2 separate regions of the Mus musculus genome follow, and region 1 is linked to region 2. The links are chromatin contacts, called in public HiChIP or PLAC-seq maps. All regions are on one chromosome and are shown on one strand. The core of a region is the stretch at or near the end of the contact, and the rest is flanking DNA. Distances in the headings are between cores, read along the strand shown. Region 1 overlaps Zzef1 (zinc finger, ZZ-type with EF hand domain 1). Region 2 has its middle 12 kb from the start of Smtnl2.

Evidence for each region. HiChIP or PLAC-seq counts read pairs in DNA pulled down with a chosen protein or histone mark.
Region 1: a FOXA1 HiChIP or PLAC-seq map of pancreatic cancer cells shows a contact between it and region 2. The contact joins two enhancer-like sites. A contact is called at or near these places in 1 of 115 datasets of contacts at active chromatin or transcription factors (pancreatic cancer cells) and 1 of 9 other capture datasets (macrophages).

What each region holds. Positions count from the first base shown.
Region 1 is chr11:72,842,364-72,846,716 of GRCm38.p6, reverse strand. Zzef1 (zinc finger, ZZ-type with EF hand domain 1) reads right to left here. Exons shown (of 55, transcript NM_001045536.2): 10 at 3,370-3,461; 11 at 2,230-2,378. Among named protein-coding and RNA genes, the nearest start is that of Gm26121, 37 kb to the left of the region's middle. Within about 2 kb of position 2,901, at least 30 of the 459 cell types and tissues checked have an H3K27ac peak or open chromatin away from gene starts, as enhancers often do. A contact at or near this core is called in pancreatic cancer cells, where this site is marked.
Region 2 is chr11:72,421,086-72,425,720 of GRCm38.p6, reverse strand. No RefSeq gene overlaps it. Among named protein-coding and RNA genes, the nearest start is that of Smtnl2, 12 kb to the right of the region's middle. Within about 2 kb of position 1,815, at least 8 of the 459 cell types and tissues checked have an H3K27ac peak or open chromatin away from gene starts, as enhancers often do. A contact at or near this core is called in pancreatic cancer cells, where this site is marked.

The DNA of each region.
Region 1 (4,353 bases), core at 1,652-4,151, 420 kb before region 2:
TGTAGCCTGTAGTCTGGCTAGTCTACAGTCCTCCAGAACCATGTCTTCTATCTCTACATTTTCCTTTAGTTTTGTTTGAGACAGGGTCTTAATCTAGGTTGGTCTTGAACTCTCAGCAATCTTACCTCAGCTTCCTGAATGCTGGGATTATAGTCATGAGGCTACATACCTGGACCCTATGTTTTTAATTAACATTTCAAAGACTGTCATGTCTGTCCCTACAATACAAGAGTCTCTTCTAAGCTGCTGACCTGTTTGTCCTACTGGCTGTAGGACATCTCAAATCTTCCCAAGAGGGCTAACATTGAGTTACCTGTCTTCCCATAATCCTGCTTCTCCCTGGAGCATGTACTAGTTCAGAACAGGGTACTACCAAGTTCTCCACCTGCCCGAACTTGGTGCTGCCAGCCTCCTTTCCTCTTCTGCTCTCTACTCAGTCATCCCCAGGGCCCACAGCATCAAGCCACCTTGCTCCTCCTCCTCCGCTGCTGCTGCTGCTGCTGCTGCTGCTGCTTTAGAGGTCTTGTGCTGGTCTAGGCCACTCTTACTTTCAGCTTCCTGGGCAACACGCTTACTCGCAGCCTCTGGCTCTCTGTTTGCTTTCCTCTATTCATGATGTTGCAGCACAAGCCTGAGCAGTTCTTCCAGAACACACCTGACTTCCTTCATATTCTCTTACCTCCCCAATAACAAGCTCTACCCTCTGTCTGCTTGCCTCCCCACTACACACATGTGCTTCAAAGAGAAACTAAGACCTCAAACAAAGACATTTCTACTGACCTGGCCTCTCCCAGCTCTCCAGCTCTGTCCTTTGCCACCCTTCCCAACAGTGCAGCTTAGCCATACAATCACCTTCACACACTGCTTCTTCAAGCACCTACTTAGTGTGTAATTCACTCTTCAGAAACATCATAGCACTGCTCACTGGCTCAGGGCTACATTTCCTGTCAAGTAAGGCCTGCTATCTGCTCCCAGAGGTCTCCCGTATAGCATTCATTACACAGCTGACACTGTCTCCTGGCAGGAAGCTCTCTATGGTCACTACAGTGACCCCTCTGGTACTTTTTCCACTGCAGGACCTTCAATGCATCAGGCCCAGCACATAATAGATGTTTAATAAGTATTTTCAATGAAAGTTTGAGGAGGCTGGAGACAAGGCTCAGAATTAACACAGCGTGTTCTTTCAGAAGATCCAGGTTTGGTTCTTAGCATCTGCATGGCAGCTCCCAATCACTCATAACACCAGTTCTAGGGGATCCAATGCAGCCTTCTGACCTTCATGGGCAGTAGGCATACACATGGCGCAGGTATACACACCACCAAACTGTAGCTGGTCTTTGCTACTTTATGGGTTCTTCCTTTTCCCACTCTTTATCCTAACTCCCCCAGTTTTACCCCCTATCAGTAGATAGGAGAGAAAAAAGGATAGAGGGGAGAGAATAATTAGGAAAATTCCTGAATCTAATGTCTTTCTTGACCACAGCTACTAACAAACTGCAACCAACCTCCCTAAATGACTAACAACCACTGACCCTGCCTCTTAGGGGACTCATATTTATGTACCCTCTGAAAAGTTCTCAGAATTCCAAAGTCACACAATCACAGAAATATTTACATCTGGCAAAACAACACTTCTGCTAAAGCACAAGACAAATCATGATCAGCTGCTGAGGAAAGTTTGAAGCAGCCCCATATCCCTACACCTGGGGTTAAAACAAAAGCACATTCTTATATTTCTGTGTTTCTAAAAGAACCAAAAATTCCAGAATTCTTAAAAAAATGTCACTATAGGCTGGGCAGTGGTGGCAAACACGCCTTTAATCCCAGCACTTGGGAGGCAGAGGCAGGCGGATTTCTGAGTTCGAGGCCAGCCTGGTCTACAGAGTGAGTTCCAAGACAGCCAGGGCTATACAGAGAAACCCTGTCTCAAAAAAAAAAAAAAAAAGAAAATAACAATGACTTCTGGCCTCTGTGGTGGGTTACTGTCACCTTTTCTATAAGCATAATTCAACAATAAAGATACATCCTTTTTTTTTTTTAAGACAGGGTCTTACTATATAGTAATGGCTAGCCTAGAACTCACTATTTTAGATGAGGCTAACCCCAAACTCACAAAGGTCCACTTGCTTCTGCCTCCCAAGTGCCTCCCAATTAAAGGCATGCAATCCCGCATCCAGCGAGAGAATAGATGCAATTTTATTGACCACACAGACTCTCTCTGGGCTGTACCTGCTTTTTACGAACTGCCTCAGTTCCTGGAGTTTCCATTTGTCATATTTTTCAAACCGTTTGAAGTGTTCTTCTGCGTGAAACTTATTAGAAGGCGAGTTATAGGCAAAGACCAGCCCACACTGAGCACCAATGCCACCACGGCGAACCTGGGAACAGAGGCAAACATTCTCTGCTGATTTGTCTCCGGTTGACATAGACAGCTTATGGCACAGTGAAACCAATAAAATGCTATTCCATGTTACTACGCCCTGCAAGTAAGGCGGCTATTTCCTCTAAAACATTAGCTTGGCTCTCTCCATTCTTATAGTCACACTCCTCAGAGACTTAAAACTGAATCTAAATTTGCACACTTGCCCTCTGCCAGAGGACTGAGACAGAGGAAGATAATTACTGTATACCCAATGACAGGCAAGGATCTATGGAAACATAACCCAATCACTTTTTTAAAACAAACACACAAACAAGCAAATAAAAACAGGGCCTCTCTATGTAGCTCTGGTTGTTCTATAACTCATTATGTAGAACAGGCTGGCTTTGAATTCACAAAATCCACTGCTTCTGCCTCCTGAGTGCTGGGATTAGAGGTGTGTTCCACCACACCTAGCTCAATTCACTTTAAAACTTTTATTTTTTTTTTTGTGTTTGAGTATTTGCTTACAGATCTGTTTGCACACCACATGCATGCCAGGTTCCACATGGTGAGTCATCACAAGGCTACTGGGAATGGAACTCAGGCTCTCTAGAAGAGCACCTAGTGCTCTTAACTGCTGAGCCATCTCCCCAGTCCCTAATTCACCTTTGAAGAGCACTACAACTACTTAAGAAGGTGGAAGAGAAATTACCATAATTCTTTTTTTGTTTGTTTGTTTGTTTTATTTTTCTCTTTATTTTTTTCACACAAGCCAGTGAGTAACCTGTTTTAACAACATATTAACTTGACAGCAATTTTGTGTAAGCTGCAAACCAAATGAAAAGACAAAAGACTGCCTTTATAGGCCTCTTACTTAGAAGTATGTTTTTTCTCACCAAATACAGTAGCTAATATCTAACACTGCAGAAGTGGTCATGAATCAAGGGGATGGAGCAAACATCACAGCCCTTATAGAGTGGGCTTAGCAAAGACTGCACAGTAATTACCATAATTCTGATCTGTGTAACTTGGAAGGCAGAGTCACTTCCTGTAGAAAAAATAGTACTTGCTCTCGTTTTTCCAGTCTCTGTAAGAAAACCTAAGAAAAAGGAAAAGAAAGAGAAAGTTAGGACGTTTGAGTCATGGTTACAGCCCCGAAGATCTAGTATCAACAAAAGCAAGGGTAGCCAGCCTATCTGGTACCTTTGTGACAATTAGAAAAACAATACCTCTTTAGCAGATGTGGCTCCCTCCCACATCTCTACCTTCTGCAAAAAAGCAGTAAGAGATTCTCCAACACACACACACACACACACACACACACACACACACACACACACACGGTACAGTCTCCTCAGATTGTAATTTTCAATCAGAGACAGAATACTGTAGGGTCAACCATCTTCCTGAATCATCCCGAAAGCCATGACTAATGTTTGACTGAGTTGATTAAAAACAAGTGGGTTTAGCAACTGAAGGCTTCTTGAATACGCTGTCAGCAAAGGTTAGGACAGATGCTGAAACAGGAGGGGGATTATTGGGTGTTCTGTCTATTTCATTCTCAGTTATTGGTATCTTTTCCTGTCTCTAAGCTATTTTATAATTTTGTAAGTTGAATACTGAGGGTAATGCAAGTGTTTTTGTCTAAAGAAATATATATTTTAAAAAGAAAAGAAAAGAAAAGGAATGTAGCTGATTACTAACTGTAAGTAAATACCATCATCGGGCTTTGTGTTTTATGATTTTTCCTTTAACTATTGATACTGTTTCTTCCTTCCTTTGTCTAAAAGTCTGATGTGTTCATTTGCAGTTGTATGAGTCATATACCTTTTTTGGTTACAAATTATCTCTCAACTCACAAAAAGATCTGTTGTTAAACTCAAGGTGCAGCAGAGTAATGCAAGGACACGCTCAAGTCCATGCTCCTTGAGCTTTTCTCCTGGGGCCCTGACCTGATTTCAATCATTCTCCTGTAAAGCCAAAACACTGAA
Region 2 (4,635 bases), core at 566-3,065:
TGAGTTCTGTAAGCATCAAATAATAATTCTCTCCTGCCTGTTACGCCCCTGGTCACCTCTGTTCTATGTTTCTTCTTGTGCAGAAGAAAGTTTAATGCATGATGTCATTGTCTTGTGAAGGTGTATGAAGGAAGGAAAGAGGGCTGCTCCAGGGGGGGAGGGAAAGCTGAGAAGTCCTGCTGAGAGCATGGGTAGGACTAGGAAGAACTGCCAATAAAGACTCAGGAGCCAGAAGCTGGGGTCAAAGCCTGCTAATTCAGAGAGGCAGAGAGAGCACCCAGCTCATCTTCCTCCTCAGTCAACAGGAAGCTCTCCTCTCCATGGTGTCTCAAAACCCCTCAAACTGAATGTCCCTCCCATCTGCTTCCTGTGCCTCTCTCTATCCATCCTCCTGACTTCTTTTTATTCTCTATGGTTTTTTTTTTCCCTATGTTCTCTCACTGTCAACTTGGCCTCTTGACCTAAGGTTAACATTACTTAATCTTGTTTACAATAAACAGAACACCCTTGAATTAAGGGTGTGTGCTACAGCTGAGCCACACCACAACTAGAAACAGTTTTTTTCCAGTAATAACACAATCTTGGGGTTCACAGTGTGATCACATTTCCTGTAACATTGGAGGACCTGGAATCTAGGGCACTGGGTATTGACAGGGTGGATGAGAAAAGGGGAAACAAGGCTAGCCCATTTACAAAGCCACAATCCCTCTAAGAGTGTGAGACCTCTAAGAGTGTGAGAGAGTCTACCCTCTCTGGTAGACTCCTGAGGCAGCCGACCCCACATTCATTCTAGCTGTGTGAGTTACAACTGCTTAGACCCGCAGTGGTTCTCTGATGGGCTCTCCCTGACTCTACAGTCAGCAGTGTGGGAGGTGGGAGGGGCTGGATAACTACACCGTTCCTTCACCCTGGGACTAGAGGTGGTAGAGACCATTGGAAACCTTGTCTGTGTAGTGCACATATCTGGCTAGGCAGAGGTCTCAATGTGACAGAACACTTGGGAAAATGGCCTGTGCTATATGCTTTGAATGTGAAATGTCCCCAACAGAATCATGTTTTGAACACTTGTTCCCCAGCTGATGGTTCTGTTTTTGGAGGTTGAGGAGTCATTAGAACGTGGGTTCTACCTGGCAGACGTAGCTTATTAGAGCAGGCCTTTTGAAGATCAGAGCTCCCGTGGTCAACCTATGCACCCCTAGCTATGTGAACACAGGCACGCCTTTTCAGCCGTGGAGGACTGCGATCCCATGAAGCCGTGAGCCAAAATACACTTTCCGTCTCTTCCGCTGTTTCTTCCAGTTATGTCTGTCTGTCCACGGACATCCTTTCTTAGGCCACCCTGGATAAAGCAGACCTCACCTCTTCTGTCATTATGAACCACAGACCCTGATGCCATCTCGGCATGCCACTACCTGGCACCTGCAATCAGAGAACTTGTGCGAACATGGCCTGTCCGAATTGGAACACAAGCTCCTTGATGCCAAGGTGTTTCTTTTGTTTGTTGCTGTTTTTCCAGATCTTACCACAGTCCCTAGAAGACAGTAGGGTTCTGTGAATGATTGGCAACTAACTTAATCAATACATTCAAACATTCCCACTGTCACAGTGATGCTTTTACAACAGCCAAAGGTCAGGTGTGATCTAAATGCCCATTAATTGATAATAGATAAACTGTGTGGAATGTTACTCGGGTTTAAATGCCTCATGGGTGAATGCTGGGAATATTTTTATTCTGAGTCAGCCAGCCACAACACCACAAATATTACTGATCCCCTTAAGTGGGGTGCTGGAGTGGTGACATCCCTCCATCAAGGCCTTACCAGAAATCCTGGAGCAGAAAGGGGAGAGCGTGTTCTCCTAGAATCTTGGCTGAAGTCAGAGGTAAGGCTGAGACAATGTGAGCTAGGACTCGGGCAGCACCTGCTACACAGGGACCTGGACTGTCTTGCCAGCCCCACCCCACCCCATGCTGTGGTTTTAGTTGCAGCAGACAAAAACCCCAAATCAGTCATCACCGCTGCCTCTCCAGGTTTGGAGGATGTATTCCATTATTATTGCTTCCTTCTAGGTTCTTCTCAGTGATGATCAAGAACGTTTTTAATCTGTCACTTGCTCTTGAAACATACAGTTGTGTATTCAATTCTAAGTGTGAGTTTATTTTCCTTTATCTATATTTTCCTTTTTTCTTTCTTTCTTTTTTTTTTTCTTCCACTGTTGCTGATGAAGACTCTCATGCTAGAGTCTTGCCTTTTACCTTTAGGTAGCCCCCCCCCCCCAGCCTCTGGCACTGTGATTTCAATGCCCCCTCATCCCTTTCTGTTCTTAAGTTTCACTAAAATGTGAAACAGAAGTTGATTCTTTTTGTTTGGTTGGTTTTTGTTTGTTTTTTTTTGAGACAGGTTTTCTCTGTATAGCCCCGGCTGTCCTGGAACTCACTTTGTAGACCAGGCTGGCCTCGAACTCAGAAATCCGCCTGCCTCTGCCTCCCGAGTGCTAGGATTAAAGGCGTGCGCCACCATGCCTGGCTAAGAGTTGATTCTTGTTGTTGAGACAGGGTTTCTCTGTGAAGTCATGGCTATCTTGGAACTTGCTTCTTGGTAGACCAGGCTAGCCTCCAACCTGGAGATCTGCTGACTTCTGCTTCTTAAACGCTTAGTATTACATACAGTATGAGCTACCACACCTGGACTATATTTTTCTGTTTTTCTTTTTCCTTTTTTTTTTTAATTTGTGTGTCATGTGTGTGTGTGTGTGTGTGTGTGTGTGTGTGTGTGTGTGTGATGTAAGCTAGAGATCAATACTGAGTGTTTTCTAGAACTATTATTTTTTAGACAGGGTCTTTGCTTAACAGGCTAGCAAAACCCTAGGATCTGCCTGTCTCAACAACAAACAACAAAATAAGTCCAAGGAAAAACCGTGTACACAGCTGCAAGCCTGTCTTTCCCTTTAAAACAATTTTTAGGGGTTGGAGAAGTGGTTCAGTTGTACGATCACTGGTTGTCCTGGAACTCACTGTGTCGACCAGGCTAGTTTTGAACTCACAGAGATCCATCTGCCTCTACCTCCTGAGTGCTGGGATTAAAGGCATGCAGTATTTTTAAATTTTTTCTTAAAATGTGATTGGGTGCTTTGTGTGCATGTATGTCTGTGAATCATATCCATCCCTGGTACCAAAGGAAGCTAGAAGAGGAACTGGAGTTACAGACAATTGTGGACCACCATGCAGGTCCTGGGAATTGAACCAGGGTCCGTTAGAAGAACAGCCAGTGCTCTTATCTGCTGAACCATCTCTCCAGCTCCTGGGCTTAACTGCTGAGCTCTCTTTAGCCCTTGGACTTTTTTTTTCTTAATTAAAAAACAAACAAGTAAACTAAACTTTCAGTTGATTTGTGTGCACATATGTGTGTGTGACCACGTGTATAGATGTGTCCTATCACAATGCACATGTGGAGGTCAGAGGACAAATTGTGGCAATCAGTTCGCACCTTCAACTTGTGGGTCCAGGGAATTGAACTCAGATCATTTTTTTTTCTTTCTTTTTTTTTTTTTTTTTTTTATTTTTTGGTTTTTCGAGACAGGGTTTCTCTGTAGTCCTGCCTGTCCTGGGACTCAGATCATAGATCTTGACAGCAATCACCCAATCACCATTACCTGCAGAGTCATTTTGATAGCCCCGGTTCCTCATTTTTTTTTTTTTTTTTTGGTTTTTCGAGACAGGGTTTCTCTGTATAGTCCTGGTTGTCCTGGAACTCACTTTGTAGACCAGGCTGGCCTCGAACTCAGAAATCCTCCTGCCTCTGCCTCCCGAGTGCTAGGATTAAAGGCGAGTGCCACCATGCCCCGCTCCTCATTTTCAAGTTATCTACAAAGTGCATAAAACCTCAAGGCTGTCTGCTAGAGGCCTTGGCTTGGTCTCTGTTGGGCTGGACTCCAGACTAGGGTTTCCTCAGAGTGTCTACTGTGGCCTCCAACTCCTGTGAGTGATCCAATTCTGAGACAGTCCAATGAGGTTAGTGGCGTAGCTGAGGATCCAACCACAGGCACGTGGCTTAGTTTTTGTGGTGAGTTTGAGGGCTACTCTGGTTTTTATGTTCCCCAAGTGACAGCACAGGTCCCAATGCTAGACAGGCCCAGCCTCAGGCCTGCTTCCCCGTTTGTACCACAGCCCATACCCTGTTTTCAGCCTTGTTCTAGGCCCAGCCCTTGGGGTTGCCTGTCTTTCACTGTCTATCCTGTGAGAGCTTCTGCCTCTTTTAAGAAATATCTTGCCAGGTGTGGTAGCAACCGTCCTTGATCCCACCACTTGGGAAGTAGACACAGGAGTATTGCTTCAAGTCTGAGGTCAATCTGGGCCGTATAGCAAGACTGTCTGAAAAACAAACAAAAACCAAAAACAAAATAGAAACCTCTTTATTATTATTATTATTATTATTATTATTATTGAAACTATCACGCTTGTGTGTGTGTGTGTGTGTGTGTGTGTGTGTGTGTGTGTGTGTGTGGTTAGACACATGCCAGTGATGTGTGCAAAGGTTGGAGGACAACTTGTGGAATTTGGTTTTCTCCTTCTGCCCTGGACCCCGAGATTGAATTTATCAGACTTAGTGGCGAGCATCCATCTTTACCTGCCCTAGC